4 separate regions of the Mus musculus genome follow, and regions 2, 3 and 4 are each linked to region 1. A link is a contact called in public HiChIP or PLAC-seq data. All regions are on one chromosome and are shown on one strand. The core of a region is the stretch at or near the end of the contact, and the rest is flanking DNA. Distances in the headings are between cores, read along the strand shown. Region 1 overlaps Liph (lipase, member H). Region 2 overlaps Igf2bp2 (insulin-like growth factor 2 mRNA binding protein 2). Region 3 holds the start of Ehhadh (enoyl-Coenzyme A, hydratase/3-hydroxyacyl Coenzyme A dehydrogenase). Region 4 overlaps 1300002E11Rik (RIKEN cDNA 1300002E11 gene).

Evidence for each region. HiChIP or PLAC-seq counts read pairs in DNA pulled down with a chosen protein or histone mark.
Region 2: an H3K27ac HiChIP or PLAC-seq map of embryonic stem cells shows a contact between it and region 1, with 7 read pairs. The contact joins two enhancer-like sites. A contact is called at or near these places in 1 of 39 promoter capture datasets (the 3T3-L1 cell line), 2 of 115 datasets of contacts at active chromatin or transcription factors (both in embryonic stem cells) and 2 of 9 other capture datasets (adipose tissue and liver).
Region 3: a contact with region 1 is called in an H3K27ac HiChIP or PLAC-seq map of embryonic stem cells, with 14 read pairs. The contact joins the promoter of Ehhadh here to the enhancer-like site in region 1. A contact is called at or near these places in 11 of 39 promoter capture datasets (the 3T3-L1 cell line, 3T3-L1-derived adipocytes, the HPC-7 cell line and 7 more), 10 of 115 datasets of contacts at active chromatin or transcription factors (bone marrow-derived macrophages, embryonic midbrain, embryonic stem cells and 3 more) and 5 of 9 other capture datasets (adipose tissue, embryonic stem cells, liver and 2 more).
Region 4: an H3K27ac HiChIP or PLAC-seq map of embryonic stem cells shows a contact between it and region 1, with 21 read pairs. The contact joins two enhancer-like sites. A contact is called at or near these places in 3 of 39 promoter capture datasets (the SN4741 cell line and embryonic stem cells), 1 of 484 Hi-C or Micro-C datasets (embryonic stem cells), 9 of 115 datasets of contacts at active chromatin or transcription factors (bone marrow-derived macrophages, embryonic stem cells, epiblast stem cells and 2 more) and 5 of 9 other capture datasets (adipose tissue, embryonic stem cells, liver and 2 more).

What each region holds. Positions count from the first base shown.
Region 1 is chr16:21,981,241-21,986,919 of GRCm38.p6, reverse strand. Liph (lipase, member H) reads left to right here. Exons shown (of 10, transcript NM_001083894.1): 2 at 2,652-3,019; 3 at 5,476-5,584. Among named protein-coding and RNA genes, the nearest start is that of Liph, 11 kb to the left of the region's middle. Within about 2 kb of position 2,554, at least 13 of the 459 cell types and tissues checked have an H3K27ac peak or open chromatin away from gene starts, as enhancers often do. A contact at or near this core is called in embryonic stem cells, where this site is marked.
Region 2 is chr16:22,136,068-22,141,886 of GRCm38.p6, reverse strand. The region is part of intron 2 of Igf2bp2 (insulin-like growth factor 2 mRNA binding protein 2); the gene reads left to right. Among named protein-coding and RNA genes, the nearest start is that of Igf2bp2, 24 kb to the left of the region's middle. Within about 2 kb of position 1,291, at least 18 of the 459 cell types and tissues checked have an H3K27ac peak or open chromatin away from gene starts, as enhancers often do. A contact at or near this core is called in embryonic stem cells, where this site is marked.
Region 3 is chr16:21,786,463-21,791,910 of GRCm38.p6, reverse strand. It overlaps Ehhadh (enoyl-Coenzyme A, hydratase/3-hydroxyacyl Coenzyme A dehydrogenase), which reads left to right and starts at 4,077. Exons shown (of 7, transcript NM_023737.3): 1 at 4,077-4,204. The coding sequence starts at 4,131.
Region 4 is chr16:21,805,433-21,811,574 of GRCm38.p6, reverse strand. 1300002E11Rik (RIKEN cDNA 1300002E11 gene) reads right to left here. Exons shown (of 3, transcript NR_037958.1): 3 at 2,535-2,897. Among named protein-coding and RNA genes, the nearest start is that of 1300002E11Rik, 14 kb to the right of the region's middle. Within about 2 kb of position 3,509, at least 12 of the 459 cell types and tissues checked have an H3K27ac peak or open chromatin away from gene starts, as enhancers often do. A contact at or near this core is called in embryonic stem cells, where this site is marked.

The sequences.
Region 1 (5,679 bases), core at 1,305-3,804:
AAAGGTCCAAAACCAAGGGCCTCAAAACTCTTCATTTAACTCTTGCATCTTAACATACATCCACATATATTTTCCTTTTCTTTAAATTTGATTTTATATTTTTGTTGTATTCCTCAGTGTATGTGTGTTCACCATATGCATGCAGTAGCCAATAGAGGTGAGGAGAGGGTTTCAAATCTCCTGGAGCTAGTCACAGGTGGTTAATATAACACATGTGGGTGCTGGGAACTGAGCCTGTGTCCTCTGTAACAGTCTGTGAGTGCTTTTAACCACGGAGCCATCTCTCTAGCCTCCACATTTTTTTTTTAAATGTGCATGAATGTTGCTGTGTGTATATATGTATGTGTACTGTGTGTGGGTCTCCTGCCTATGGCAGAACCTTTAGAACTGGAGTTCCAGGCAGTTGTGAGCTGCCACTTGGGTGCCCTTAACCACCAAGCCGTCACTCCAGCTCTCACTTCTATCATCTTGCAACTTGAGCTTTTGTTTGTCTCCAACTCTCCTCCATTGCCCTTTGAACCGAAGCCTTGAGCAAGCATCTGCCTCCTTTTGCTCCTTATTCCTGTCTTCCCTTCCCTCCCCCTGCTCCTCCCCCTCCTCTCCTCTCCCCTTCCCATTCATTTCTTCCTCGTTCTTCTTTTTTTTCTACAAGGGATTGAACTCAGGGTCATTCACACTAGCCATGCTTTACCACTAAGCTGCATCTCCTGCCAGTTTGCTTTCCTTGCTTTTGCTGCTGATGCGGTGGCCTCCTCCTTCTCCTCTTCTTCCTCCTCTTCGTCCTTTTTTTTTTTTTTTGGTGTTTTTGTTTATTTATTTATTATATATAAGTACACTGTAGCTGTCCTCAGATACTCCAGATTTTTTGTTACGGATGGTTGTGAGCCACCATGTGGTTGCTGGGATTTGAACTCAGGACCTTCAGAAGAGCAGTCGGTGCTCTTAACCACTGAGCCATCTCGCCAGGCCCCCCCCCTTTTTTTTTTGAGACAGGGTTTTACTATGCAGCCCAGGCTGACCTTGAACTCACAGAGATCCACCTGCCTCTGCTTCCTGAATGCTGGGGTTAAAGGCATGTGCCATCACAATCCACCCAATTTTGCTTTTTGAGGTCAGATTGACAGCCCATCTCCTCCTCTGTCTATTACTGGTGGGTCTCTGCCTTGTCCTTTCCTTTTAAGTTTACTTGGAAATAACTGAAAAAGCTACAAGACTAGGAGAGCACACAGAGCAGAAGCAAACCTCTGTGCAGATTTACCCATTGGTTCCTTGGCCTTGAGCCTGTGCTCAACCAGTGCACCCACTCTGCAGCCCTAGACTGATTTATTCTTAACATTTTTGGCACACAGATTTCATCGTCAGTTAGCTGTTTATATTTTCTGAATCATTTGTTTGGCCCTTTACCTTTAAATGTTTAGTTATATTTAGTTAGATTTTCTAAGAATTGGTATTTTCCCTTTTATGACTCTCTTAGTCATTGTTCTGTTGCTGTGAAGAGACACCAGGACAGCAACTCCTATACAGGAAAGTGTTCAATTGGGGCTGGCTTACAGTTTCAGAGGTTTGTCCATTATCATCATGACGCGGAGCATGAGGGCAGGCATAGCAGGCATGGTGTTGGAGAAGTTGAGAGCTACATCCTGATCTGTAGGCAGAGAGATTGGGGGAGAAGTGTGTGTGTGTGTGTGTGTGTGGGGGGGAGGATCAGGCCAAGTGTGGGCCTTTGAAACAAGAAGACCTTCTTTCTACATTTGTGCTGTCCCTTCCGTGAGTCCTCCTTTCTTCCAAGACTGTTCTGCAGGGTGAAGGCTCGAAAGGAGAGCTTGAGGAGCCTAGAAGAAAAGGGGCTCAGCACCAGCTGATATGGTCTGCGTTTTCAGATGCTCAGGGCAGGGCAGACCACCCTCTGACCATCCTCCCAGGAGAGGGCTCTACACAGAGACCATGGAGACTCCTTTGCCGACTCTCTGGCTGTGTTCTGTCTCTCCAAGGATACACAGCCTAGAAATTACCATTCAAGGAGAATGGGGTCTCACAGGGTAGACACACCCATACCCAGTACCCAGAATAGATCCCTGAAAGATGATTTCAGTGTGCTGTAAGTGAGGCACTCACAGATTCTGAGGGAGCGGGCTAATGAGGATGTACTTAAGGCTGGGAGGGTTGTAGAAGCTCCATTGAGCTAACTTCTGCTTTTGAGCTTGAAGGAGTCTGGGGAAAGATGTCCAGACAAACCAGGAATCACTACTTAGAAATACTGGATTGGGCTGGTGAGATGGCTCAGCGGTTAAGAGCAAAATCCCAGCAACCATATGGTGGCTCACAACCATCCATAACAAGATCTGACGCCCTCTTCTGGAGTGACTTAAGACAGCTACAGTGTACTCACATATGTTAAAATAAAATAAATAAATCTTCTTTAAAAAAAAAATACTGGATTAAGTATGACTTTTTCACCATCACTGAACTAGCTCCAGGCTCTGGGGAGGCGCTGTGGGGGAGGCGCTGTGGGGAGGCGCTGTGGGGGAGGCGCTGTGGGGAGGCGCTGTGGGGAGGCGGTGTAAAGAGGACTGTAAGAGCATCAAGGAGGGGATCACAGCACTGTCTTGCTTAGGAGGCACTGCATGATGCCGTCTAATTCTCATTTCCAGACACGGATGAAACATGCCCGTCCTTCACCAGACTGAGCTTCCACAGCGCGGTGGTTGGTACAGGACTCTCCGTGAGACTGATGCTCTACACACAGAGAGACCAGACCTGTGCACAGATCATCAACTCCACAGCTCTGGGGAGCTTAAATGTGACCAAGAAAACCACTTTTATAATCCACGGTTTCCGGCCAACAGGCTCCCCTCCGGTTTGGATAGAGGAGCTGGTACAGAGTTTGATCAGTGTACAAGAGATGAATGTAGTGGTTGTTGATTGGAATCGAGGAGCGACAACTGTGATATACCCCCATGCGTCTAGCAAGACCAGACAAGTAGCTTCTATTTTGAAGGAATTTATTGACCAGATGTTGGTAAGAAAGACTTGTCTGAGATGACCTTGGTGGCTGGTTTGGAAGCTTAAAACCAAGAGGTATCACTTGGTTGGATGGGAGTGGGGAGGGGGTGGGGGGTGGCTACTTTTTAACATTTTGTAACCTTGTGCGAATCCGAATAAACCCAGGGAAGAGGGTGTGGCCCTGCAGGTTGTCCATCCCCACAGCAAAGGGGTATGGAGCAATGTTCTCGTTTTAAATGTTTTAGATCTTAAGTCCTGCATAATCTTCTGTAGCTAGTGACAAAAAGCCTTGTGAAAGGAGCATCATTTTGTTACTACCATGAGGGTGGGTGTCTTTGAGTAGGAGGGGCTCTGCTTAGAGTTGTTAGCTTAAACGCCTGGACCTCCTTCAACGTCTGTAGCTTGTTCAGCTAAAAGACCAAGCTATTAATGTCCAGATTATTGCCAACCACAGTGAAACGGGACAGTCAATGTTTTTAGAAAGCCTCCCAAGGCAGGACCTTAGCTTTTATTTAGAGACTGTTCTCAAGAGCTGTGCCCCACCGACTTTAACATAACAAAGATGTGACATGAGCCAGGGTGTGGTGGCACAAGTTTTTAATCACAGGGCTCAGGAGGCAGAAGCAGGCAGAAGCAGGCAGATCTCTGAGTTCAATACCAGTCTGGTCTACAGAGTGAAAGAACCTAGTGGGGAAACCCACACTCAATTCCCGAATTCTCGATTCAGCGCGCACCCAAGAATCACGAACAGATGACCATCTTGATGTAAAAGCATGAGGTAGTTTAATGACGGAGCTCCGGGCCAACATGTATCTCCCGCAGGAGACAGAGGTGTCGACCACATGGTGGAGCCAAAATGGCGGAGCTCCGGTTCGAAACGTATCTCACACAGGAGACAGTGGTTTCGACCCCGAGGCTTGGAAGCTAGGGACTTTTATAGAAAAGGGGTGGGGCTGGGGGAGGAATTGGCGCGGTTTTACATGATTGGTCCATTTAAACATCAACAGACTGTCAGAAGGGCGGGAGATAGGGAGGCACTAGGCCAGTCAGGACATGTAACGACAGGCCTGCCCAGGCATGTCCTGGCCTGTTCTGCTATGTTCTTAGCCCCAGGTTTCAAAGCTCACAAACAACTCTTTGGGCTATTTGACATAAATTACATGAATAACATGTCTCAAGTTTTATTTCCTTTCAAGAGCAAGTTCTAGAATAGCCAGGTCTACAACGAGAGGCTGTGTCTTAACCAAACCAAACCAATATCACATGAAGTAAGAGCAATTTCAAAGAGATCCCCATGTGGTGACCACTGTAGCTGGTGGTGACATGAGTTTTTTTGTGAGCTCCCCAGCAAGCAGGCTGACATTTGGTGGCTCAGAGAGAGCTGCCTGCAGCCTGTGGTCAGTGAGGTCTACCTTCCCTCACCTTTTCTTCCCTGGGACAGTGACTCCATTAGGAGCTCATCAAAGTGTTTTACCATCTCTTCCCCTATCTGGAAGCCGTAAACATGTCTCTGTTTGGCTTCCAGCAGGAAGTGTCAGGAGTGGAGACACTAAAAGACACAAATTTGGGGCTAGCAGGTTGGTTTGAATCCTGCTCTGTACCCTCCCCACTGGGTCAGATGACCTCAACTCTGGGCTTCAATGTCCTTATTTGTATATTAAAGGAGTTGTATTGACATTGCCGGAGGCTGCAACTTCCCCTCATTTTCTTCCATGGTGGGATTGATCCTAAGGCTTATAATATAGGAGGCAAGCTACCTCTCCAGCCCTCTTTCGACATTCAAATGAGACAGTAGGGGCTTAGGAGTTGACTCAGTTGATAAACACTTGGTGTACAAGCAAAAAGACCTGATTTCAACCCCCAGAACCTAATGAAAACTCTGGGCACAGCAGTAAACAGTGCATTCCTGTAATCCCTGACCCAGGAAAGCAGAGACAGTGGACTCCCTAGCGCTTGTTGGCTAGTCTAACCAAATCAGCTAACTCCAGGCTTGGTGAGAGACCCTGCCTCAAAAAAAATGAGGTGGAGAGGAATTGAGGGAGACATCTAACTTAAAAAGAAAGGTTTCTTTCTTCTTTTTTTAATGTATACGAGTATTTTGCCTGCATGTATATGTGTGCACCACGCATGTGTTGGTGCCTACAAAAGTTAGAAGGTGTCATTGGAGCCCCTGGAACTGAATTACATACAGTTGTGAGCTGCTAAGTGGTTGTGGAGAATCGGACCTGGCTCCTCTGCAAGAGCAACAAGTGTTCCTAGCCACTGAGCTATCCCTCCAGCCTGACACCTGACTCTTTGACCTCTGACCTCTACTAATAAATGTATAGATGTGCATGCATATCCACCCACACACAAGATAGCCCAAGTGAGAACAGATATAAAGCACTTGGGAAAATCCCTCCAAGTAAGCAGGAAATCTCAGCAAGTGTGGTCAATTTCTTGAACTCTTACAATTTATTAATGAACTTCTAGGTCAAAGGAGCTTCTCTGGACAACATTTACATGATTGGAGTAAGTCTAGGAGCCCACATAGCTGGATTTGTTGGCGAGTCGTATGAGGGGAAGCTGGGGAGAGTCACAGGTAAGGTTCCTGTCGGATATCAGGGGTCTCTCCTGGGCAGGTGCTCTCTGGAGAGCGCCACCACACAGGCAATATTGACCTCAGCCCACGTAGAA
Region 2 (5,819 bases), core at 42-2,541, 160 kb before region 1:
GGTGGTGGATCAAAGACATCACAACAGGAATAGCTGATTGCTCACATCTCAAACCACACACAGCACGCAGAGAGCTCACTGGGGATGGTAGGAGTTGTTTGAAACCAGTGGCACGCCTCCTTCAGCAAGCCCTAGCAGCTTAATCCTTCCCAAACAGTTCTACCAACTGGAGACCAAGTATTGAAGCATAGGTGTCTATGGGGGCCTTTTTCATTCAAACCACCACAGAGGTATTTATGAGTGCTTTCCTTGGGAAACAGTTTCATTCTAGGCATCGAGTCTCAGCCAGGTCATTTCTTTTAGAGACTCAAACATTGTGGCTGGTGCTTTAGTCTGCTGGTGGGAATAAAGGGGCTTCTCTACCTCATGGTGATGTTGTATTGTGTTGAAATAACCCATTCATCCCCACTGGGCCCCCTCCTGTTTTCACGTCTCTGTGTGTGCTCCACTGTGTTTGGTAGTCTCTTGTGCAGCTTGCAGAGGCTACACCACTGGGGAACAGAACTCCCCCTCTGGAACGCTTCTAAATGCCTGTAGCCCGTTAAGGCTGGGATGGGACACTGTTCAGAACAAAAGATACTCAAAACCTGTGGATACCCCCAGGATGCAGTTCCTGTTTCCCACATACATCCTCTTCATCATTTACTGCCAAACCTTCAGCAAGGGATTTCTGAATGGGAAGCATTGGATTAGTACTGGAAAGTCCAAAGGTAGGAAAAACAGAGAGCCTGTCAGCCTAGAATTCAAACTAGCATGCATCATTAGCATGATCATTCCCGAAATGGCTGGGGACAAGGTCCAGTCAGCTCGTGGGGCAGGCAGTAAATTGCAGAGGCATTGTAAAAGTCGTTGTGAACGCAGGGAAATTGGCAGCTCCCTTCAGCCCCATAGTCTCCTTGAACGCCCATCTAAAAGGTCTTGTCCTACATCAAGTGTCTTCTGGCCCTGAGTGGCTCTCTCCAGATCTCAGTTATGCTCTCAGTCATAGGCCTATGTGTCTGTTTACAGCCCGAGCAGGAAGGAATGAGGCACTCATGGTGTGTGTTCCTCAAGACTGGCTGTGGGCGGGGATCCCCAAGGATGGAAATACATTGTATCTGCTTTATTACAGTTTAATTTTGGTACCATTCTTAGGGAAAAGTATACTCTAATAAAGCTGTTACCCTTTTAAATTGACAGGTAAGCAGAAAATGCTTTTGTTCAGTTTTAGTCTCTTGTAGCCCAGGCTAGCCTTGACTTTTCTGTATAGTTTCAGAGAAGAACCTTGAACTCAAGCCTCTACTTCCCCATTGCTGGGATTGCAGGCTTGCATCAATCACCACACAGGGAAAACCCCATTTCTCTGCCAACACTGCTGAAAACCAATCTGAAACCTTAGCACGCCTTTCCAAAGTGTAGGTTAATTTTTTTATTGGATATTTCCTTTATTTACATTTCAAATGTTTTCACCTTTCCAGGTCTCCCTTTCAGAAACTCCCTATCCCATTCCTCCTCCCCCTGCCTCTATGAGGGTGCTCACCCACCCACCCACCCACTCCCGTCTTCCTGCCTTGGCATTCCCCTACACTGGGACATCGAACACCCTCAGGCCCAAGGGCCATTCCTCTCACTGATGTCCAACAAGGCCATCCTCTGCCACAAATGCAGCTGGAGCCAAGGGTCCCTCCATGGAACCTCTTTGCTTGGTGGCCCAGTCCCCAGGAGCTCCAGGGGTGTAGGTTAATCTTTTAAGGAGGTAAATTAGGATAACAATGATGCTCTTTAAACAGAGAAGGCTGAGTTGAAGGTTCTCAGTGTGGCCTGTGGGCCAGGCACATCTGTACTAGGCGGCGGCGGGGGATTCCTTAGAATTGTAAAGTTGGAGTTGGGGTGGAAAATATAAATGCAAAGAGTATACTGAATCAGAGCTGCTGATGGCGTATAAGTGCATCTGGACGGACATCCTAAGTATGTAGGGAGTGACCTTAGCCCACCTGATCTTGGGGGGCTGGGCTCTGGCACAGCTTTGTGTAGGTAACAGCCAGTACTGATATGGGTGGCCAGAAGTTTAGAACACACTTCCAGTTGTCCTCTGAAGTGTCCACCTCCTGAAAGTTTAGTAAAGAAAAGCTTAAAGTTGTTTGTTTAGTTGGGTCTTGCTGAGCAGGCATAATATCACACTATAAACATACCCCAAGAGAAAGCACCCTAGAAAAGTAGCTTGGGGTGGGGACTGGAGTGATGGCTCAGTGGTTACCAAGGACCCAGTTTGGTTCCCAGGACTCACATGGAATCTCATGACTATCTGAAACTCCAGCTATAGGGGATTTCACACCCGCTTCTGGGCACCAGGCATGAACGTAGTGCACAGACATCTCTGTAGGCAAAGTACTAACAGAAACATAGGAATCTTAGAAATAGTTAAGTGTATGTGGGTATATATCTGGGAGTGCTCGTGCGTGCACACACACACAGAGACACCCCCCCCCCCCCTTGTGTGTGAGTGTACAGAGGTGAGGGGTCAACGTTGGGTGTCTTCCTCTGTTGCTTCCTTCCCTCATTTTTTGAGACAGGCTTTCTCAGGAAACCTGGTGCTCAGTGATCTAGCAGGATAGAATGGCTGGCCAGCAAACTCTGGGGATCTGAGGGTACAACTGAGGTTGCCCTGCCCAGCTTTTATGTGGGGTGATGGATTGGAACTCAGCTCCTCACACTTTTATTTAGTGAGCCATGTCCCCAGCCCCAAAGCAGGGGTAGAGAGATTGCTCAGTGGGTAAACACATTTGTCTTAAAGGCCTGAGGACCTGAGATTAAACCCAGAATCCACACAGATAGTCAGATGCCTACTGGGAGCTGTAACCCCAGTGCTCCTGGGAGGCAGATGGGAGGCAGAGACAGGAGACTTTATGGGAATTTGCTGGCTTCTACTGTGGTGTACAGAGTGGGAAGACAACAGAGAACCTGGCCGGGCTCAAGGTGGAAAGCTAGGGCTGACACCTGAGGTTGTCCCTGATTTCCATATGTATGCTGGGATGCAGGTGTGCCTGGGAGGAAGGGAGGGAGGGAAGGAGGAAGGGAGAGAGAGAGAGAGAGACAGAGAGAGAGAGACACAGAGAGAGAGAGAGGTAGAGAGAGAGAGAGAGAATGAATTATACAGGTATTGTAAAGCAGTGGTATTTCCCCATAGTCACAGGGTCACATTTCAGTGCTAACTTCCTTATTAAGGCTCCAACATAGAGTAAATCATAGAGTGGGCCTGGAACATGTGATGAAGTAAACGCCACAGTAATTGTAGGCATCTGCAGTAATTTACAATATGAATGTTGCACCACCCCTCAGAACACCCCCCCCCCCCACACACACACACACACACAGAGGTCTCAGCAGTGAGGGAAAAAATGTGGGTCATCTCAGCAACAGATTCTGAGTCTAGTGTTTAATATACTGTGCTTGGAGAATTTGGATAGGAAAGATTTGGAGAGCCTGGGCTTCTCAGACTGTCTCAGGAGGTCTGGAAGAATGGCTTCTCCACAGTTTACTTCTGGGTGGGGGATCCAGCAGTGGCTGCTAGAGACAGGAAGAACAAGGGGTTTCTGGAAAGTGTGTGTGACATGAGTGTGTGTGGAGGCCAGAGGTTGGGTTGATGTGAAGTGTCTTCTTTAGGCTTTTTTTTTTCTTAGTATTTAAAGATTACACATATCGTGTGTGTGTGTGTGTGTGTGTGTGTGAGAGAGAGAGAGAGAGAGAGAGAGAGAGAGAGAGAGTGTGTGTGTGTGTGTGTGCTCGCGATACCTGCCTGCCTTATGACACCTACCTGCCTTGCCCGAAAGGTTGTAAGGGCTGGGGAAGTTACTGCCTCTCACTGTACCATCTAGGACGCACTCAAATGACCTCTGTGCATGTGTATAGGCAAGGGGATTTGTCACAGACTAACAGAGCTGGAAGACTAGAGCCCAGCAGGTGTGTGTGCTTGTACTTGGTGAGAGAGAAAACAAATGTCAGATGGGTTGCCCACAAAGCTGGCTGCTGACAGACCTAGAATTAGGGCTTAGGCTAGCTTCCTTCCTCTGGGCCAATGAGATGGTTTAGTAGGCGACTGGCATTTGAAATCATGCTGATAACCTGAACCTGAGTTCCAGCCCCTGGCCCCACATGGTAGAGGATGAGAACCATATTGTTCCTCTGACTTTATACCTGAATTGTGGCGCATGCACACATATAAAGTAAATAAAGTGTAAGTGGGGGAAACCACTGTTTTTACCAGACACGGTGGCTGACTTCATACCTCTAATCCCAGCACTTGTAAGAAGAGGCTGAGGCAGGGCAATTACAGCTTGTGGAGACCAGCCTGTGCTAAATAGTGGGACATCTCAGAAAGCCAAAAGAACGGTTTCTGGTTAAGGAATTTATGCTCCTCACATCAAGTTTCAGAAGCAGAGCTTCTGAGCTAGAAGAACATCACAAAGACCAAGCTAGATGATAATGGTTTTCTCTAGTGGTAATCTATTTGGTAATTGCCTTGGAATGTCTACAGCACTTTGCATAACCTGAGTTACAGTTTAAACTGAAGCACTGAATTGTGGCAATTTTGTAGCAGTGGCTCTAAGACTGTCAGTGTGTATCTGTATCTGGCTCTGTATCAATAGGGCACACCTGCCACGAAACCGTTGCTACAATAGTTTGATTCAAACAATACTTCCCTTACTGAGCAACATGCCATTATCATCAAGGTCCCTAATTGACAGTGTGTTCTGAGTTAAATGCAGACGGAGTTCCAGGTAAGAGACAACACCACACTCCAGATGCTTGGCACTCACCCTCAGGACCGTTCCTAACTGCCCAGGCTGGAGACGTTACTCTCTCCCGAGGAAGGGTTTTCATAGAGGAAAAACCCACCTTCCCCCTGTTTCCTGAGGCTCCCTTGGAACCTTTTTCTGTTTAAGCATCTATCTGCTGCAGGAGCAAGAAGGGCAGGTAGGATTCCTATGTCTCAGCAATACTCCAGCTGCTTGCGATCATTTAATTGAGTGTGTCCTAGCTGGTACACTGAGAGGCAGCAACTTCCCCAGCCCTTACAACCTTTCGGGCAAGGCAGGTGGGTGTCACAAGGCAGGCAGGTAGCACAAGCGGCAGCAGAAGCTGGGACTGCTGGCCTGGGCTGGAGAGCAGTAAGGCCCACGGCCAGGTTGGACCAGGTCTTCTGGCCTATTTTCCACTCAGTGTTTGCCCACACTCACAAACTGTTCCAACTTGGCCACTTCGACAGAATTTTATTTGAAAGCTCTTTTTTCCTAACAGCACCTCAAAATGAGTGTTTTGTTCTGGGTTCCCATCTTCACTCAGCTGATAGAAAGCAAGGCCAGGAGGAGAGACTGGGGGTCAGTGCCTTCACTTAGAAGGCTTCGGTGAAGCCAGGAGGCACCCTAGTCTGTATTGTGTGCCGAGCAGGCTTAGTTGGAGACAAGACTTGTTAATCTTGTACTATAGCTGTCATGTGGGCTTATGTCAGCTGACTTCTGCCTTTGTGAAGCATCCGCTGATTGACAGCCAGAGCTCTTTTGAACAGGAGTCCATGGCTATGTGTGGTTAGCGTATAGATTTATGATGGGAAGGATGAGGTATAGTTGGCTTAGTATGGAAAACAGAGGCCATTTAACAAGGACTGTTGCCGTGGTGCCAGCCTTATTTGAACCCCACAAGAGCAGACTTAAGTCCACCATTAAGAAAGGAGAAAAGAGGGGCTGGTGAGATGGCTCAGTGGGTAAGAGCACCCGACTGCTCTTCCGAAGGTCTGAAGTTCAAATCCCAGCAACCACATGGTGGCTCACAACCACCCATAA
Region 3 (5,448 bases), core at 2,828-5,327, 200 kb after region 1:
GATGGCATATTAGAATAGGTGGCCAGTTCTAATGTTGGGACTCTAAGCCAGGTTTTGTTTTTTTTTTTTTTTTTTGTTTTGCTTTTTTTTTCCTAAAAGCCCTGGGAACAGTGTCTCTTATCATTGTTTACTTTAATGAGGACATTTCATCTTATGGTTCCTAATGTCCCTTTCTATCTGATTGTCATGCTTGAGCAAAGAAGAAAGCAACAACTTATTTTCGTTTTTAAAAATAAAATAAAAAGTTAAAACAAAACTCAGAGAATTCTCTTTTCATATGCACAGAACCAAGCAAGACTCACCACCTGCCAGGCACTGGTGGCACATGCCTTTAATCCCAGCACTGGGGAGGCAGAGGCAGGCGGATTTCTGAGTTCTCCGAGGCCAGCCTGGTCTACGGAGTGAGTTCCAGGACAGCCAGGGCTATACAGAGAAACCCTGTCTCAAAAAAACAAAACAACAACAACAACAAAAAAGACTCACCGCCTGTCTTCTATGATAGTTGATTTTCTTTGTCAACTTGATTAAGTCACAGAACCTACTTATTTGATGAAACATTTTAGGTATTTCTTAAAATAATTTCGTAACGACATTTCCATCTGTTGATATTTTAAAATTTATTTTTATGCGTGGGTGTTTTGCCTGCATGTATGCCCATGTACCATGTACAAGCCTGATGCCTCAAGAGGTCAGAAGAAGGTCTCAGAGCCTTTGAGACTGGAATTACAGATAGTTGAGAACTTCCGTGTAGGTGTTGGGAATCGAACCCTAGTCCTCTGGAAGAGCAGCTGGTGCTCTTAACTGATGAGCCATCTCTCTCTGTCTCCAATTAGTTGGTTTTGAATAAAACATACAAAATTCCATAGTATGAGTGGGCCTTGTCCAAGTGGTTGAAGGCCTTAGGGAGGAAAAGGCTGAGGTAGGTGTCCTGAGGAAATGACAGTTCTGCCTCCAGGTATCTATCTGCCTTTGGACTTGGGCTTCAGGACCAACCCTCATAGGACTCCAAGCTGCTGGTCTACGCTGGAGATCTCAGTTTGTTAGCTACACAGTTGTGTGATCTGGTTCCTCAAAATGGATCCACATTAGCAGCCTTATGACCTTAAATAAATCACTTCACCTCTTTTTAAAAAAAATCTTTCCTGAACAAACATCATGGTACTCTGTGTCACAGGAAAAAGAGTAAAATTTACCACTGTGACCACTAGATGTCAGGAGGTAAAGTGTCAGTCGGTCTCTGTTTTCCTCTGCTCCCCTCCTCAACCCCTTCTCTCCTTTGACCTACTGAACTATTACCTACATTTGAGTGCCCCAAGACTTTGGGAGCTGATAGGTCTTAAACATTTGCTGAATGAGTAAAAAAGTAAATAAATTACAGGCATAGGTCTAGGCTTTTCTCTCCACCTCTATTGTCCTGCCCTTTTACCTATTAAAAGAACTTCTTTTTAAAGCATGAGTGGGCTTAGATGAAACAATAGAGAGGAATTTAGAAAGAATGGAGAGAAAGCCATTGCATCATCCTTATTTGCTTGTTTTTTTTAAAGATTTATTTATTTATTATATGTAAGTACACTGTAGTTGTCTTCAGACACTCCAGAAGAGGGAGTCAGATCTTGTTACAGATGGCTGTGAGCCACTATGTGGTTGCTGGGATTTGAACTCTGGACCTTCGGAAGAGCAGTCGGGTACTCTTACCCACTGAGCCATCTCACAAGCCCTATTTGCTTGTTTTGAGGCCTCATCTATATAGCCCAGGGTGGTCTCAAACTCACAGTGATCCTCCTGCCTCTACCTCCTGCATATTTGGATTGCAGGCTCGAACCACTGTAGTACCATAACACCGTGTTCAGCAGAGCCAATGCCAAAACACTATGGTTTTGTGATCGGACTTACTGTAAAACACAAGATGATAACAATGATCAAAATGGCCACATACTGTTATTGTTGTTTTATTATATTATTACTTTTGGTGCACGCTTGAAAACTTACATAATGCAAAGTTAAAATGATAATGGTCAGTAGTGACTCATGAATATTTTCCTTCCTTTCAATGAGACTGAATTTAAACTATACCAAGGAATCCTTGTCTGATAGAAAACAGATTGAGCTTTTCAGTGGATAAGGATCTGGAGATGGTAAGAGATAGCCAACCCTGTTCTTCGAGTAGTTAGAGACCTGCATGGTCCAGCAGGCAAAAACTCAGTATTTGTGACAGAGTTCAGCATTTACCCTCTGGGCACTGTAGTGGTTTCAGGGCTTATAGTGATTTTTTTTGAAGCATTAACAAACCTGAGATACCCTGTGAACATAGGATGTAAGATGACACAGTTGCTACAGTGAAAGAGTGAGGTGCTTGCCTAAGACAGTGATATCCTATGAAGTAGCACTGTGTATGTAGTAAGAATTTTGTTTCTTTTTTGAAAACAGTTATGGTGTGTGAATATGTTTTGTTTTAGTCCCAGGTGTGGAATATGGGGTTGCTCTCACAGCAGCTGACTATGATTCGTCTCATGCTCTGGCAGGGGTGTGATTCTGCCAAAAAAAAAAAAAAATTAGTTTACATTTGGAATTCTGTGGACTCTTGAAAGGGTATAAAAATGCCAGAGACCCAGAAGCTGTGGAGGCTGCTGCCCCCCTGCTGCTGCTGCCGCTGCTGCCTCCACCACTGCTGCTGCTGCTGGTTCCTGTTGCTGTGAGCAAAGATGAGAAGAAGAAATTGGATATCCTGAAGACAAAGACTGGACTTGCCCCTAAGGAACTTGATGCCCTTAATCAGCAGAAAGTAGTCTAAACAGATCTACGCCCCCTTTCCCTCTAACTCTCTTTCTGACTGACCTAGTGTTGTGGGGTTGGAAGGGATTGGGGTGGAGAAAGATAGTAGGTAATCCAGGAACGTAGCCAAAAGTATGGTTACATTTGTAAGACAAAATAAGTAAAATAGAAGGATATGGAAGATCAAAAGACTATCTACACACAGCAACACGGTAGAACCTGCTTAATTGGCATCCATGAACTCAGCAACTTTGGAACCCATGCTTGTAGACAATTCTGTACCATTAGGAAAAGAGAACCCACTGTGCTGCCACCTAGCTGTATCCCTATTCCTCTGCCACTTACAGAGGGACTAAGTGATAGGAGGCTTTGCTGTTGAGGAGCACTGGCAGAACCTGATTGGAACTGCCCTTTGAACTTTGTTCCCTAAATGCCTTACTTGCCTTTCGCTGGTTCTGCTCCCACCGAGGTGCCAACTGTAAACATCCAAGCCATTTAATGGATTTATATTAAAGCCTTCACCAAGAACCCACTGTGGGAGACACCACAGAAAGTTCCGTGCTCAATTAAAATAAAAGTGCAAACCTAATGGCCAGTGACCGAGTCCTACAGATGGAGATTATAAAGTGTCTTGAGATGACTCCAAAGAGGGCTTATTATCGATCCTTGCTCCAAGGGGGTGGGGTGTAATAAGGCCACTCAGTGCTATTAAACCTTGAACTCTACCTGCTCAGGTTCCTAGGATGCTGGGACTGATTTCTCCTAGACACCATACCTAGAAGTAACATTCCTAGAAATAATATTTAGACATTGTTAAAACTTGTGAAACATCAGTGAAGATTTACAAGTACGGTTTTACTTGTCAACCTGCACACTGTCTTCTGTCCACTTGGTGGACTTTGGCAACCAAGAGGAGCCATGCGCAGCTGGAAGGACCGTGCCCCAGGCTGTTTTAGAGGGAAGAGACAAGGCATGGTTTATTGTCAGGCTGCAGCCTACGTCCAGCCCATAATATGTGTGCAGTTCCTGGATGAACTGTGAAAAATCCCAGCCTTTAGGAGGGACAGAACTAGAGAAGGCCGGGGCTTCGTGCCCTGGTAAATGGCTGTTTTGTGAACATGTGATTGACGTTGGTGGTGTGACCCAGCAGTTTGGCTTGCCTGTGGACATTCCCTTTGGAAGCATAGGAAGATCGCGCTCCTTGGAGCGCAGCCCGCCCCAGGGAGCACGAAGTGCAAGGGGCAGGAGGCGGTAGCAGCGGCTCCCATTGGCTCAGAGCACGCCCCTCCTCTCAGGGCGGCCCAGAAAAGGAGCCCCGGGCTGCCCCAGACATCAGAGGCGCAGGATACCTTGAGAAAATGGCTGAGTATCTGAGGCTGCCCCACTCCCTGGCTATGATCCGCCTCTGCAATCCACCGGTCAATGCCATCAGGTAACACCGCCCGGACAGTGGGGTGTGGCGGGTCTAGGAGGGGGCTTGTCTCAGCTGGAAGGGCGGGCCAATGAGCAGCTGGCTCCGGCCTTCCTTCTGTCAGCTGTTGACCTCACTGCGAGGCCCACGTTTGGTTCTGGCGAATCAGGAACTTACAAAGGTGAGGTTGATGCAGCAAGTGTCTGCTTGAACCCCTTCCTGCAACCTTACTGCCGGCTTGCAACCCCAGCGTCTCTGTGATGCCAAAAGCTATAGTTAGCTGACTCGTAGAAAAGCAGAGTTTAGTGCCTTGAGTGTCAACTCTCCCTGTCAGAGGAGGCCTACTGGATAGTATTTTCTGAAAAGCTGAAGTTTCATTTACACCACCTGCAGTGCCCTCCTGTGCAATGCACTTAGCACATTACTATTATAAATGAGATCTGTCTTCTTGAAAAAATGATATTCATTTACCCTGTTCACTCCATATCACCGGCGAATAGAGTATAATTCTATATTAGCCTCAGGAGGAGTCACCCATACATTGCAGAAGTGGTGGACAGGATTGTGACAGATACTGTATAATTTTCACTGGTGAGACCTTGCTAAAACCCTTTTCTCAGGTGAGACCTTACAGTCTAAAGGACAAACCTAGGTACAGTTCCAGCCCTGTTCACTCTGCAGGGGACCAATGCAATGGATTTAGGCTTACTTTCAGAACAGGGTGGTGCGCTGGGGGCAGGTTGGGGGAGGGGAGGGCGGGGACAGGAGCATGAGTGACTTTAGAACTGCCACATTGGAATCAGCCCTCCCCAGCAAAGATCATGACTCCCCGTGGCAGTTAAGAACCCCTTCCCCAGCCGAGCGTGGTGGCGCACGCCTTTAATCCCAGCACTCGGGAGGCAGCACTTCTGAGTTAGAGGCCAACCTGGTCTACAAAGTGAGTTCCAGGACAGCCAAGGCTACACAGAGGAACCCTGTCTCGAAAAACTAAAGAAAAAAAAAATAAATAAAGAACTCCCTCCCCTAATCCTTCCCTACCTATATCCTCTAGTCCTTCCTAGAGACCCAAGGGTACAATTAGGGCAAAGAGGGGTGGCTGGATAATCAGAGTGTTCTGGTCCAGTCCTTCTATGAAAGTCTACCACCAACAAGCCCAGCATTGGCGATCTTTGGCAAACAGGCTCAAGCCAAACTTGCAGCAGTTTGGCTGGGAGAATAGTCCTGTACAATGGATGAGAACAACTAACCGTTCACCCGAGAGAGGG
Region 4 (6,142 bases), core at 2,260-4,759, 180 kb after region 1:
TCAAGTCTGAAAAATGACGCAGTACAGAAAACCTGATGTCAAAAGGTTCAATTATCTCCATGTCAAAGACAGGAAAGTGCAAGGTAAAAAAGAAAACATCACAACACATTGCACATCAATACCACTCAGCTAAACAGTACCGTCTTTTCCTAGAAACACCAGCATTGTCTAGGAAATATAGTCTGCAATTCTCTTTGTCCCTCACTATCTCTGGCTCCCACCCTTATCACACTCAGCTGAAAATGGCAAAAAGGACAAAGGAGTATTGGGAAAGTGCACTTACGGTGGACAGACAGACATGTGCTGCACAAGTGATGGCCTGTGGAGCTCTACACTCACAAGATCGTTCTGAATCTGAATTAGTGAAAGAGTTCTGGAGACCCAATTTACTTCTTTCTCTCATCCTCCTTCCCAGTTTGCTTTCTAACATGTATGAACCTACACATAAGTTGCCAAGGACCCTCCTCGAAAGGCAGGCAAGCAGCAGGCAGGCAGGCAGGCAGGCAAGCAGGCAGGCAAGCAGGCAGGCAGGCAGGCGGCAGGCAGGCAGGCAGGCAGGCAGGCAGGCAGGCAGGCAGGCAGGCAGGCAAGCAGGCAAGCAGGCAAGCAGGCAAGCAGGCAAGCAGCAGGCAGGCAGGCAGGCAGGCAGGCAAGCAGGCAGGCAGGCAAGCAGGCAAGCAGGCAAGCAGGCAAGCAGGCAAGCAGCAGGCAGGCAGGCAGGCAGGCAGGCAGCAGGCAGGCAGCAGGCAGGCAGGCAGGCAGGCAGGCAGGCAGGCAGGCAGGCAGGCAGGCAGGCAGGCAAGCAGGCAAGCAGGCAGGCAGGCAGGCAGGCAAGCAGGCAAGCAGGCAGGCAGGCAGGCAGCAGGCAGGCACAACTCCTGTACTCTTGCTTTCCTCGTGGCTGGAACAGGAGGACCTGGAGTGATCCACATGCTGGCTAATATCTTTGACAAATGACTTTCAAAACTATCCAGTCACCAAGTTTGCATCAACTCTGGGAATGTTTAGACATTAACATCAGCAGTGGCTGGTTCTGGTGACTGCCACCTCTGAGTGAGCAAGCTGTTGACAATGAGCAGGCCCATTGTCAGGTTTTTTTCTAGAATAGCAATGTCAAGCTTCCTTCTAGGCAAACAGGCTTTTAGGGTTCCACAGAACAAGATTCGTGACTCCAGTGCAGTCGTATCTGAGCAAGATAACTTTCAAAGACTCCAATGTACAACCTGCCCATTGTCAGTGTGTAGGACCTCCTGCCTATAAACATTACCCAGTTTAAAATGACTACTACACTCTTTGTTTTGTCTGCATATGTCTTCCCAACACTATAGTTACTACAGGATAGTGCGGTACATATAGTACTATAGCTATTTCAAGTGTTTCAGAACAAAGCAGAATATTAATTAAATGCACTCTTTAAAGTAATTTTTAAATATAAGAAGCTCAGTTTGGGTCATGGATCTATACACACCTCTTAGTGCAGGCTAAATACACACCTTTAATAAACACGTTCTGAGTGTCTCTGGCGTCACACTTCATTCCTGGAGAAATACTAGTGAAGAGGATGTCACTCTGAGATGAACACATAGGGAGCAGAGAAGACATAGGGGACGAAGATGCCATGCAGCTAAAGTAAGACGGCTGGAGAGAGCCCCACTCACAGACCCGGAGGCCGGAAGCTGAGTGGTTACTGCAGTCATCTGAGAGCAGATCGCGGGACATGTAACGAATCTCACACAGAGCTCCTAAAGCTTCAGGAGAAATCTCTGGCCTTTCTAGAGAAAGGTGTGCCTGGGGCAGTGTACGGGCTGCTTGTGTGTCAACTTGACACAGCTGGAGTTATCACAGAGAAAGGAGCTTGTGGGTGGTGCCATCTCTGGGCTGGTAGTCTTGGTTCTATAAGAGAGCAGGCTGAGCAAGCCAGGGGAAGCAAGCCAGTAAAGAACATCCCTCCATGGCCTCTGCATCAGCTCCTGCTTCCTGACCTGCTTGAGTTCCAGACCTGACTTCCTTGGCGATGAACAGCAGTATGGAAGTGTAAGCCAAATAAACCCTTTCCTCCCCAACTTGCTTCTTGGTCATGATGTCTGTGCAGGAATAGAAACCCTGACTAAGACAGCCAGTGTCCTACTTGCTTGATCTGTTGCTGGGATAAACACCCTGAGAAAAGCAACTTAAGGAAGGAGTCTATGTTGGCTCACAGTTCCCGTACCAAGGCAGTCAAGGCATCAGGAGCACCACAGTGGCCGATCGGTCACACCGCGTCCAGACAGGAAGAACAGGACGGGAAATGCTGGCTCTCTGTCTGCGTCCTCCTTTCATTAAGTCCAGGGTGCAAGCCTAAGGAATGGAGCCACCCATAGCAGGCTCTTCCTATCTCAGATAACCATATCAAGATGATCTCTGTGTGCCAGAGGCTTGTTTCTTAGAAAGTTCTAGATGCTATAAAGTTAACAATCAACACTAACCACAACTCCATCCTTTAAAACTTGACATCCAAACACAATAATTTGAAGCCATGGACCTTTCAACCCATCTTTCCAGAATTTCATGACCATCTGTTTAATTTTTTTTATTACAACTATTTTCGATCTGTGTGTGTGTGTGTGTGTGTGTGTGCATACTCATGCATGTGCCCGATATATGTGAGTGCTATAGAAGTCAGAAGAAGTTGCAGGAATCAGCTCTCTCCTTCCACACTTTGGCTTTGGGGATTGAACTCAAGTCAAAAGGTAATACAATACTTTCTGAGTTTTCCTGGCAGCCTTCATTGTCATCTTATAATGCAAACATATGTCCAGGACAACTTCAAAAGTCCCCATATTCTTCAACAATTCCAATACTGTTCACAAGTCCAAAGCCTTATTTCAGATTTGAGGTAATCTCTTAACTGTGAGTGCCTAGAAAATAAAAAAAACAAGTTACATAGTTCCAAAATAAAATGACATGAGTGACCATTCCTATTCCAAAAGGGAGAAATGAAGGCATAGGAGAGAATAATCATGCCCAAAGCAAGCCTAAAACCCAACAGAGAAGACATCAAGCTTGCAGTACCAAGTCTGCCATTGGGGTGACGGGATCCCCATCCCTCCGGACGTACCACTTAGGCACACTCAACTTCTCCCTTGAGTAGCTTCACTCCATGGACGCTGCTTTCCCTGTCAGATGTCCCATGGGTCTGACATCAACATTCACAGCTTCAGGCAGTAGCCTCTCAGGCCCTTTGTGGGACTATGACCTTGCCACACTACCTGGCCTCGGCTGCTCTCTGAAACTGTGGAGCAAGAATCCACCACCTCTTCAATCTTGCATCTTTCACTGATTTCAAAACCTGTACCAGGTAGACAACAACGCCAAGTCCTGCTAACTCCAGACATGTCCTGGCTCCCTGGACCATAGATCTACCAGCTTCTCTGAGCTGACCCCAAGGGACTCTTCTAGGCCATTGCTCCCAAGGAATCAAGAACCCATTCAGTTCAGACTTCCTCTGACTGACTTTGTATCCTGATAAGTTGGAGTCTGGTGGGTGAGGTTTGCCTTCAGGGCCTTTTCTATTGTCAGGTGCAACTCAGATTTCTCTTCAGTGACTGATCTCTTTAACAATACAACTGTTTCCCCAGCTGTGAGGAGCGGGTGTGGCGGCAGTCCCAAAGGCGCCAGGGACTGCAGCTAAGTCGTATGACTTGCACCTGACTTCCTCATATAAGCCACAAACATCTTGAGAGCTGCGCAGGTGTACCGGATACCGGTGAATCCATTTTGATGGAGATATGCCCCTGCTGCCCTGATTAGCTGAAGCTGCGTGCCTGGTGAGGTGGCGTGGCCTGCTGTGCGTGGATGGGAACTGAGAGTATAAAAGAGTGAGAGGCCCAGGGTTCGGGGGAGATATAAACAAGGGAGATATAGAGAAAGAAGAAACAGGACTGAATAAACGTGTGCAGAAGGATCCTGTTGCACGTCGTTCTTCCTGGCCAGTTGAGCGCGCGCAAGACCCAGCACCAGCCTGGTTGCAACCCTGTCTTGAGATTTTTTTCTGCCAAACAAATTGATCTACTCCCTTTAAATTCTACTTGACTAAGTTGCCAGGGCATGGGCACAATGAAGCCAGACTCTCTGCTGAAAGGTCACATGAATTGCCCCTGCCCAGTTCATGACTGAGTCCTCTCGTTTTCCTCTGAAACCTCAGGACTTCACTGTCTGCATTTCTCTTGTTCCCCTCTCCAAAGTTCCCAGAATAATGACCCATTACCTTCTGCCTAAAATATGCAAGGGTTTTTTCTTGTCTGAAGTTCTAAACTCCTCCCCAATTCTTCCCACAAACTAGTTTCAAAGGCCTAGGAGCAATATGTTCAAGCTTATCTATAAAAGGCCTCACTTCCTGGTATCAATTTTCTTAGTTACTCTTCCTACCGCTGTGATAATAAAAGCAACTTAAGGGAGGAGTTTATTTTGGCTCACAGTTCCAGAGTGCAGTCCACTGTGCCAAGGTAATCATGGTATCAGGAGCCTGAAGCAGCTGGTCACACTGTGTCCACAGTCAGGAGGAACAGGATGATAATGGTGGCCCTCTGCCTGCTGCCTTCTTTCATGAAGTTCAGGATGCAAGCCTATGGAATGGAGATGCCCACAGGGGGGTCCCCCTACTTCAAATAAGATCACCAAGATGATCCCTGACATGTGTTTCCTAAGAGGTTCTAGATGCTACCAAGTTGGCTATCAACATTAGCCATCTCAAGTAGTCTGTTAGAAAATGAACTACAAAAACCTGAGGGACAGTAGTGACCAATCAGGTAAGGCCCTGAGAAACTATGATAAGGTTTAAGGTTTATATACAGAAAGAGCTATTACTCAGGGTATTTAAAAGAAGTTAAAGTAACTAGATAACAACTAGTAGACACAGGAAGACCTGGTTAATAAAAGCTTACTTAATCTCTACTACCTTCTAGGCATTGCCCAGCCTTGGGCATATAGTAGCAAATAAAACACGTGCCAGTGTTTGGTTCCATCATGACCAGTCTGCTGGGGTAGGTACAATCAACACACAAGAAAGTAAGCAAATGATGTACTCTGCGGGGGGGGGGGGGGGGGGAGACTGGGGAAACAATGGCAGAGAGACGTCTCGTCTGAAGTGTGGGAGAAGGCTTCTTTTAAGAAATAATATTTGCCAGAGGTGGCAGTATCATATGCCTTTGATCCTAGTACTTAGGTCGTAGAGGCAGGCAGATCTCTATGAGTTCAAGGCCAGCCTGGTCTACAGAGCGAGTTACAGGACAGCCAAGACTATACGGTGAAACCCTATCTTGAAAAACAAAAACAAAACAAAACACACACACACAAAAGGAGGAAAAACTATTTGGACAAAGATTGGTAGAATGAGTTCAATAAACAGGGCTAGGATGCTATGTTAGATACTTTTCTGTTGCTATGATAAAACACCACAACTAAAAGCAACTTAAAAAAGAAAGAGTTTATTTGGGCTTACATTTCCAAAGGGCTAAGAGTCCATTATGGAAGGGCATGGCAGCAGAGGCAGGAAAAAAGAAGCTAGCATCTCTCATCTCAACCACTAGTCCAAGCTGAGAGCAAACTTGAAGTAGGACGGAGCCTTAAGCTCTCAAATGCTTCCCCCAGTGACAAACTTCCCCCAGCAGGACTGCACGTCCTAAACGGTTTCAATGAGGGTCGTTTCTCATTGAAACCGTCAGAGACACAAGGGGGAAACGTGGGATAGGGGACACTGCTGCTGTTGCTTAGCGGCCTGAGGCAATAAAACATCAAGGACTTAAAGCAGAGGATCAAAAAGAAGATTCCTCTGAATGCAGCGAGATGAGAGAAGGGAAGGAGAGTAAATATAGAGAACCAAGCGAGGGGCTTTTACAGAGGCTCAGGAAATCTGACAACAGAGTAAGGTACAGGCTAGACCTAAAAGAGGGAATTTAAAGGTATTTAGAAGGTAGAAAAGAAAGGCCAGTGGCAGATACTAGATTCATAAGGGCAGGGCATACAGACCAAGGACAGTCAAGATATCCAATTAGTGTCTCTTGGGCTTTTTCACTGGTAGCTAGTATTTCTACATGCAAGGTCATAAAGATCAATGTGAGGAGTTTCGGGTTCAGGGGAGGGGTCAAAGAAGAAGAAAGTCAGT